Linked DNA regions of Mus musculus: region 1 is linked to region 2. Evidence: chromatin contacts called from public HiChIP or PLAC-seq data. All regions are on one chromosome and are shown on one strand. Each heading gives the region's core, a stretch centred on a gene start, on an enhancer-like site or on the middle of the called end of the contact. The rest is flanking DNA. Distances are from core to core; before and after follow the strand shown.

Region 1 (4,629 bases), core at 1,039-3,538, 750 kb before region 2:
CTGTCAAAAAACACCCAACAAAACCTAATACTTGTGACCTCAGGCCTAACACTCCTCCAGGAAGTCATTTTTGCTTCCCCCAGGTGGACAAGATCTTCCTACACCCCCTAAACAGCCCCTCATTCCAGCTTGATTCACTTTGTTGAACTCAGGCTACCTGTAATGTCCTCTACATGGAGAGTGCTTCTGTTAAGTCTCTCAGGTAAACACTAACTCATATGAACTTTTGGTTAGGTTAGGGTTTTTTGGCTGGGAAAAGGAGAGAGAGGGAGAGAGGGGGGGGGGGGGAGACAGACAGAGAGACAGAGAGAGACACAGAGAGAGAGAGACAGAGAGAGACAGAGAGAGAGAACCCAGGTTGACCTGGAACTAACTCTGTGGCTCATGCTAGCCTGAAACAACTCTGGATAAATCTTCCTCCTCAGCCTCTCAAATGCTGGACTGCAAGGGTGAGCCACCAAGCCAGGCTTCTCTTAAGCCTCCTCTGCATGTATAGGCAGGCACTATTACTAGCTCCTCCTCACAGAGGAAATAATAGTATTGTGGCTTGCTCAAGATCACATAGCTTCAGGAACAATTGGAGCTGGGTTCAAATTTGTTAGAGCAGATACTGCCTCAAAAAAAAAAAAATCAAAAGAAAATTCACTTCCTACATGATCCCACTGGCACTGGCAGGTATAGTCAAATAGGGACTGTGCCTAGAAATTAGATTCAGATTCACTCTCAGTCAGACTCTTCAGGAATACGTTGATGCCTGTGGACACACGTCAAATGGACATGTGTACCAACATCGATTTTCCAGAGTGATTGTTAGTTGTAGTCAGGGGTGGAGCGGGGGAGGTGAGGCTGATACACAGCCTTAAAGCACTTATATATAGTGTTAGTGTCTAGATTGAGGACTTAAAGACTAGAATAGGAAGATACACAGTGGGGTCTGAAGATGTTACTGGAGGCTAGACTACCCGTGGCTTCTCAGAAAGAGTTTGGGTTGTCTCACGAGGGAGCTGGGGAGCCATGGAAGGCTGCGGCGGGTGCCAGTTTTACAGTATTCCAGCAAGATGCCTCTGACTGCCATATGGAAGGTAAACTGGAGGAGGGAGGATGAACGCAAGCATCAGAGGAGGCTGAAGCTCTGATCCAGGCACAGGAAATGCAAGCAGCAACAGTGTCATTTAAAAGATCCCTTTGGGGCTGGGGTGTTGTGGCACACGCCTTTAATCCCAGCACTTGGGAGGCAGAGTTAGGCGAATTTCTGAGTTCAAGGCCAGCCTGGTCTACAGAGTGAGTTCCAGGACAGCCAGGGCTACACAGAGAAACCCTGTCTCGGAAGAAAAAAAAAAATCCCTTTGGTGTGGTTGTTTGTATTCGGAACAGCGTCTCAGGTATCCCAGGCTGGCCTTGAACCTGAAATTCTGATACTGTTGCCTCCACCTATCAAGCCTTCAAATTACTGAGGTGCACCTTTCAGCCTGATTTATATAGTGCTGGAATTGGAACTCAAGCCTGGAGCACTCTAGACAAGTACTCTACCAACTGAGCTACATCCATGACCCTTTAAAAGGTTTTTTCTAGGACTTGACATGATGATGCAAAGCTTTAATCCCAACACTTGGGAGGTACAGGCAGCTGGGTCTTTGAATTCAAGGCCAGCCTGGTTTATATAGCAAGTTCCAGGCTAGCCAGGGTTGCATAATTAAATCCTATCTCAAAATAAAAAAATAAAATAAATTAATAAGGATGCTGTTGGGCTCGGAACAAACATGGTACAATTGAGACTTGTCAAGACTTGAAGATCGGGATGCCTTGTTAATAATTCAAAAAGAGCCTTGATTTGCAACGTTCAAGTTTTATTTTGTTTGCTTGAGAAACTACCCATTTTCCAAAAGGGTTACTGAGGAGACAAGAGATAAACTTGTTCAAGGTCACACGAGTAATTGGCAGCACCCAGCTCCAGAGCAAACTCCGGGTTGGGCAGGGTGCTGGTTTGAAAGCAGCCCCACCCGCCGGAGGCAACGCAACCCAATCACCAACCCTAAAGGAAGCCGGGATCTCCAAGAAACTTTTGCAGCCTCGCAACTTTGGGAGTAGGCGCCCTCCCGGCCTGCCCCCATCCACAAGGCCCCTTCTCTCCTTTCTGATTGGCTACTTCTACAAGTACAAGTACGGTCTGGATACCCTCTGGTCACCTTGTCCTCCCGGCGCTCTGGGGGCGGGGGCGGGGGGGGGGGGAAGTTGGGGGGGACGCCGCGCAGGCGCGTCAGGAGTGCCTTTGGGGCCCGCGCTTTACGACACTTGTGCGGCAGCGGCGGCGGTCACTCGGCACTCCTTCGCGACGGTTCGGCCTGGTGCCGCGAGCGGCCGTTGCCAGGGTGGGGGTCGCTTTGCGGCATGGCGATGGCGGAGGGCGAGCGGACTGAGTGTGCTGAGACCCCCCGGGACGAACCCCCGGCCGATGGCACTCTGAAGCGGGCAGAGGAGCTCAAGACACAGGCCAACGACTACTTCAAAGGTGCGCCCGGCCCGGACGGGGTGAGGGAGGGTGGACAGCGGCCCAGGCTGTGGGGGTGCCAGGCCCGGCGGGGAACCATGGCAACGCGGAGCGGCAGCCTGGGCGCCGGGCAAGCACTACAGAGTAGCCAGGCGCGAGGAGGAGGCTCAGGCTGGACGACAGACTGGGGAGAGCTGCTGAGAAGTGGATACCAAGCAGAAGCCACTCACTGGGGAGACTGAGGCAGGCGCTGCTACACGATAGGGGAAAAGCAGGGGGCCGACATGTGAGTGCTACCAAATGTGAGACCTGGACAGAGGTGCTAAATGGTGGTCAGACCTGAAGAGGGCGCTACCAAATAGTGACATGTGTTTAGGGCAGTGATGGCGCTGCCGAGTGGGGAGGCCTGAGATGAGTATGACCGAGAAGAGAAGGCCCAATAGAGAAGGGAATTATGGGGATGGAGGTAGATAATTATATTGGAAGGCGATTTGGGGTGATCCAAGGAAACGAGTAGGGTGGAGAGGTGGAGCAGGAACGAATAGGGTGATCTTGGGCTAAGAGTGCCATGTGGGAGGACATGTCTCCGTTCATTCATTCTTTCAGTACACTTGTATTAAATAAGTGTCATGTGCTACACGGCCTGTGCTTGGCTCTGAGGCTGCAGCGATGAATGCAACACATGACTCGGATTTAAGCAGAACCAATCATTGCAAACTTGTGATGATCACTTTGGGTCAAGGTGACAACACAGGAAATACAGCTTAGAGTCTGCTTTCGATGGTGAGGTCGGGAGTGCCTGGAGAAAGAGGCTTTTTGAGGCGAATTGACAAGGAGTTTTACACGTGGGTCCTGACCACTGAGTTTGTGTGAAGACCCTGGGGTGGAGAGTGATTGAAAACAGACTGGCTTGGCTGGAGTTTGAGGAAACTGGGGGTACGAGGGGAAGACTGATACAAGAGAAGATTAAGATAAGGGGACAGAGCATGCAAAATCTGAATTCGTCACAAAGATGAGTTTTGGGTTTCCTTCGCTGTCCGAAAAGGGACATTGAGTGGGTAGATGGGACCAGTCTGGACTGGAGAAAATTTTGAGTGTAACCAGCCTATGGTTGGAGGTGCCCTGGGAATGGATGAAGTCACCAGAGAGTGGGATCTAGAGAGAACCTAGGATGGAGTTTTCATGTTTACAGCGGAAAAGGGGCTACTGAGGAGAAGTGACTGAGGTGGAAGAGAAACCAGGAAAGGTGCCACAGGCTAAGAAAACAAGGTTCTTCCGGAAAGAAAGCCACGTGCCTGATCACCTAGCCCCAGGCACTGTCCATCAGAGCTTTTGCTCCCAGAGGAACGCGGTGACGTTAACAGCAGTTGTAGATGATAAAGAGGCTGCCAGCCCAGAAGACCCTGGCTGGTGAAGGCAAGTGAGGAATTGGAGACCAACAGGCACAAGTGTCTCGGTTCTGAAAGGGAATGGAGAATTGGGGGCAGATGGCAAGAGGGAGTAGGTGGGGGTCCTAGGGATGCTTTTTCAGCTATGGCCCAAAAGAGAAACAGACCCAGCTGTAACAGATCTGGAGGAGGTGGGGGAAGGTGAGAAGGATTTAGAGTCCTTGGGGAAAGGTGCCCACCCCCCATGGGGATAAGCCCAGACATGGTGCTTGCCTGTCATCCCAGCTCTCTGGAGGTGGAGGTGGGAGGATTGTGAAGACCAAGGAGAGAGGTGAGGCCAGAGTTAGAGCCTTCGGGGGCTGAGTGGTTTTATAGGTGTCATCCTAACGGTGGCTTGGAGCTGTGGAGGGGTTTTAGGAGAGTGGTCCAGTTACTTTGGGTACTGGTCCTCCTTGCTGTTCAGAGACTGGATTCAAAGGCCAGGCTGGAGAGAGGAGACTGGAAGGGAAGACAGGTGAGGGGTGGAGCCTTTGACCAGGCTAGTGGGAGGAACTGAGGCTGGCTGCCCAGAGACGGGGAGGGGAGCAGGTGGCTAAGGTGAGTGGAGCCTGGCACTAGGGAGTGGGGCAGAAGTGGAGGTGGTTAGAAGGGTTAGGATGCAGCTACACATAGAAGGTGGGAGGGGACTTGAGCTGTCAGCAGAGGCCCTGGAGAGCTAAAGCTGGTCCAGATTCATGCCTTCTAAAGAACGGG
Region 2 (4,465 bases), core at 760-3,259:
CTTACCTGGTACCCACTCTTCGGGTGAGGCCTGGCCTTTTGCGAATGCTTGAAACTGGCTGCTTGTGTGTGTGTTTGTGTGCACAAGGGTGTGGCTGTGCCCACACCTCCTTCAACCCCCGTGGCAGAGAAGGGCAGTTGGTGCCTGCTTCCTGCCCTTATCTCAGTTCCCAAAGCCTGCTCTTGCTGGTTCAGAGCCTCTCTCCAATAAAAAGTTCACTTCCTTAAATGACACCCACCCCACTGTGTCCTTGAACCCCCTTGCTCCCCTCATATGGAGAGACATTTGGAAAAGGAGGGGCTTGACTGAGCCTCCCCTTCTCCAGGAGGTGACCAGCCACCCCTTGCCTCCTTGGAGAGCGGGCCCAGCTTGGCAGGAACCCCGAAGTCTTCTGAAGAAGAGGGGCCTGAGGCATCTCCAGGTGGGATGCATGAAGCTGGTGGAGGTGGGTGGCCTGCTTGCCTTCCTTGGGGAGGGAAGGGCTTGGGGATAGAAAAGGAGTGGGTCCTGTGAGGGCTTAGAACAGGGCATGAGCTGAGTCAGGTGCTGTGCTGGGTTTGGCCTGGAGTCAAGCCTTTGGGGTGCAAAGGGTGGGCCCTAAGGCCCCAGCCAATAGAAATTGTGAATAACTTTGAACGCTGGGCAAGGAAGAAGTTGGGCTCAGGGAAGGAGCTAAAAGTGGGATTTGAAATCTGAATATTCCCAGAGGTAAGAGGGTGACGCGATAGGATTTTGAGCTTGAAACTGGATTTTGGTTAGAGATCCTGTAAAAGTAAAACATGGTTAATTAAAGGTAGGAACGACTTTAACTAATGAATGAGCCGGCTCTTAAGACTTATCTGAAGGCAGGGTTAGCGGTTTTGGGTCAGACCATAGTGGGATTTTAGATCCCACGTAGTAGAAGCAAGAGACTGATCTTGGTCACTTTAACGTGATCAGCCAGGTTACTGCTTGTGTTCATCTTTTAGTTCCCCTGCAGTAGAATAAGATGTGGAGCAGAGGCCAGGAAAGGCTGTCAAAGGAATAGTGAGAGTGGAAGCCAAGGACATCTTCGGAAAGGGGCCAGGCCAAACAGGATAGTTTGGGGTCCTGGGAGGAGTGGATGAGCTCATTACACTAGCACTTCCCAGTAGTCAACAGGGTTAGATTGGAGGGGCTCCTGCTTCAGGGGCCTCCTGAGGGTCGAGTAAGCTGGAGGCCAAGTTGTAGGTGGGTTTGACTGAGGTGCGGGATAGGGTGGGTCGGGCAGGCTGGTCCTCCATTTACCGCTTTTTGTCTCCTTAGAGGTGGGCCCCGAGGGCCAGGAGACGGCGGAGATCACAGACTTCCAGAGGGTGCGTTTCTGCAAGGTGGTGGCGGCTGCTCCGCCGCCGGGGGCTGCCCGCTGACAGCGCCAGCAGACCAGGGTGCCTCGCTCTGTACTAACCTTCAGCTCCTCTGCTTCTGCTACACTCCGTCCAGGCCAGGGTTAAACTTAGTGGGGGAGGAAGCAGGTTAGCAACGAGCCCGGCCCGAGGGGAGTCTTCTAAATTCGCTGAGGACCCAGTGGTGCCAGTCCGACCGCACTCGTCTGGTCGAACCCTCGGAGTCAGTCCCTGTGAGGCCTGGGTGTGCAGGAACCTGCAGCTAGGGATTGAATTAAACGCGTGCTACCGCCAACCTTTGAACTGTGCTGCTAGCTGATCAGGCTAGGCTGCTGTGCTTGGCTGGCGGAAGAGGCGGGACGAGAGTGCTCCTCTCATCCTCACACCTCTCTCCTCCCACCCCGCAGGCCGTCTCGCAGTCCTGAAGATGCTGCTGGGAGGGGCGGCAGCGCAGGTTTGCCTGGCTCCCAGGCTGGCTGCTCTCCTCCCTGCAGTCCACCCTGGATCCCTCGCCTCTAGGGAACAGAAGTTTACGCTGGTGCGGAGTTGCTGGGGAAGGGGCCAGCAGGGGTGATGGAGGGAACTGGGTCTCGGAACTCTCGTAGTAGTCCAGGGATGTGAGACTGGGAGGGCCGGGGCCGGGGCTCGGTGGGCGGGGCTAGCGTTCAGAAGCTCCGTAGGCCTCCGGCTTCAACAGAGTAGGAACCTTAGCTCCGGCGGGCAGAGGGATGCTAGTGTGCAGAGCTGCAGTCGGTCGAAGAAGGAAGGGGTTCGATTAGCGCGGAGAGGGCTGAGGTAGAAAACAGGAATAGGCGGTTGGAAATGTGACAGCTAGGGCGGGAGAAGAGCGAGTGGGCGTGGCCTTGAGGGGGTAGAGCTAAGAAATCTTGATAGTGGTGGGTCAGAGGCGGTAGGGGCGTGTCTAGGATGTAGCTGAGCTGGGGGGGGGGTGCTGTCTGACAAGGCGTGGTCCTGGAAGGGGCGTGGCTTGCTTGAGGCGGTCCTGGGGTGGGGGCGGGGTCGGTGCAGGCTGAGTGGGCAGCGCGATGCGGGGCTCGAGCTGCGTGGGCAGTGGTGGCGAGAGCCCGGGTGGTACGGGGCTGAGCGAGGGTCCCCGTGGCCGATGGCTGCGGCTCGCCCCTGTCTGCGCCTACTTCCTGTGTGTGTCCTTGGCCGCTGTGCTGCTTGCTGTGTACTACGGGCTCATCTGGGTTCCCACGCGGCCGCCTGCGGGCCCCGCCGACCCCCTGCCCAGCGCTGCGGCCGCTCCGTGTGCTCGAGCAGCACCGCCCGCCCCGCCTCCGGCCGCACCCGCATCCTGTTTGCTTGGGGCCTCCGGCGGGCCACGACCGCAGCCAGGACTGCCACGGAGTCGCCGCCACAGTCGCCGCCCAGCTCCGGGAGCGACGCGGGAGACCGCGCGCCGAGCGCCTGGATAGTCTGGCCCGCCCCCACCGTGGCCTGCGTCTGTCTATCTGCACCACCGGGCCTCGCCTGCGCGGCGCCGCCTCTCTCCTTGCCGCGGTCCTGATCCTGCCCGACCTTATTCCACCTTGCTCCTTCCCGGGACTCAGCGCTCATCGGCAATAAACTCCAGCCTCAGCTGGCTTACCTGGTCTGTGGTCGTTGGCCTCGGCCGCTGGTCCCTTCTAGCTCCGTGGCCGCGCGGCCTTAAAGGCTTTCCTCTCTCATTGCTCACATGTAATTTTTGGGTTGGAATGGGGAGAAGCGGCTTGCCAGTTTTCGGGGCCATTGAAGGTCAGATACTGTAAAGGCCTTACCAGTTTTCGGGGTGTCATCTCGTATAGCTTCGGAGACAGTGGTGCGTGCTGGAAACTGCAGTTGGTATAGTTTGCAATGGCAGGGGTAGAGGATGTCACCCGTAAGCTAGCTTGTCCTGGTTTGGGTGGTGACATTTGCTGCTTTGGAAGTGTGGAGCATATAGCTGAACCAAACCAAAACTGGTCTGCATTGCTGTTGGTGCCATGTTGAGACTGGTGTAGCTTCTGATAAAGAAGTCATGCGATTGAGTCCATTTTCCCTTACCCATGACTGTGGCTTGGCCGTAGGCAGGCCTGGGATATACTCTGCTGGCCAGCTGCAAGAAGGGGTTTCCTTTATGGCCTGCCTTCCCCCTAGGCTGGACAGCATCAGGAACCTGAGGCCTCTTGTCAGATGGGAGTGTTACCTGTCCTGCTGGTTCCCTTCTGTCCTACCAGCATCCCCCACGGGATGATGTACAGCAATGTACTTAAATCTCTCTGGTCTTGTAAAAGGAAGACAACACATTGTTGCTCAGAATTAAACTAGTGATCGAAACCTGAGAACAGCGTTGGTTTCTGCTCTGTCTCCACTTTGTCCTTCAGCCCTTTCAGAGAGTCACAGCCTGTATCCCTGGGCATAGCCTGTCAGCTCAAAGACTGCACACCACCAAGCAGTGAGTTGGGGGGAGGGGTCCTCTTGCCTGTCCTTTTTGGCCTCCCTTCTGCTTCCTGGTTTTTCCTCCAGCCCCTTGGCCCCTCAACCTTTTTTGTGTCCCTCTGCTACCTTCTCTTTGCTTTTCTCTTTCTCTGTTTTTAGAGTGTCTCCATATTGTCACCGTGCTCCTGTGTCTACTGGCTCACACCGTCTCTCTAGTGCTTTCCCACTGAGTCACCCCCTCCCACTTTGTGGCAAGGGATTTGGGTTCTCAGCAGACCTCCTTCCTCTGTCTTCTAAGGGTTGGGATTGCAGATGTGTACCTCTATGCAAAGTCCAGCTTGTGGGCTTTGAATTCTGACTAGCTCTGACCACTTTAACCATTTTGGGGGTGACAGGGGTATGGAATAATTTTACCTCTCACATGATGACAAATCAGTTCATACCAAGCTATTTATATTTTTTATTTATTCCCTCCCAGTGTGACTGTTACACACATTTTGCTGCAAAAAGACATTACCATGTCCAACAGGGGAAGTGGACAGTGCCTGCCTCAGGCCCCTGGGAGTTTGCATAATAGGTACAGAATGGCCTTTCTAAAATTGGATCAGCCTTGAGTTCCGAAATGCATCTGTCCCTGAAGACCTCAGCTAAGGGACTATGGACCTGCAATTTGGCACACT

Evidence for each region. HiChIP or PLAC-seq counts read pairs in DNA pulled down with a chosen protein or histone mark.
Region 1: a contact with region 2 is called in an H3K27ac HiChIP or PLAC-seq map of microglia, with 5 times the contacts expected there. The contact joins the promoter of Ppp5c here to the promoter of Inafm1 in region 2. A contact is called at or near these places in 1 of 115 datasets of contacts at active chromatin or transcription factors (microglia) and 1 of 9 other capture datasets (adipose tissue).

Annotation. Positions count from the first base shown.
Region 1 is chr7:17,025,573-17,030,201 of GRCm38.p6, reverse strand. It overlaps Ppp5c (protein phosphatase 5, catalytic subunit), which reads left to right and starts at 2,288. Exons shown (of 13, transcript NM_011155.2): 1 at 2,288-2,509. The coding sequence starts at 2,389.
Region 2 is chr7:16,271,236-16,275,700 of GRCm38.p6, reverse strand. Inafm1 (InaF motif containing 1) reads left to right here and starts at 2,009. Exons shown (of 1, transcript NM_001136270.1): 1 at 2,009-3,688. The coding sequence starts at 2,411. The coding sequence ends at 2,803. It overlaps Ccdc9 (coiled-coil domain containing 9), which reads left to right. Exons shown (of 14, transcript NM_001382411.1): 13 at 326-445; 14 at 1,285-1,659. The coding sequence ends at 1,388.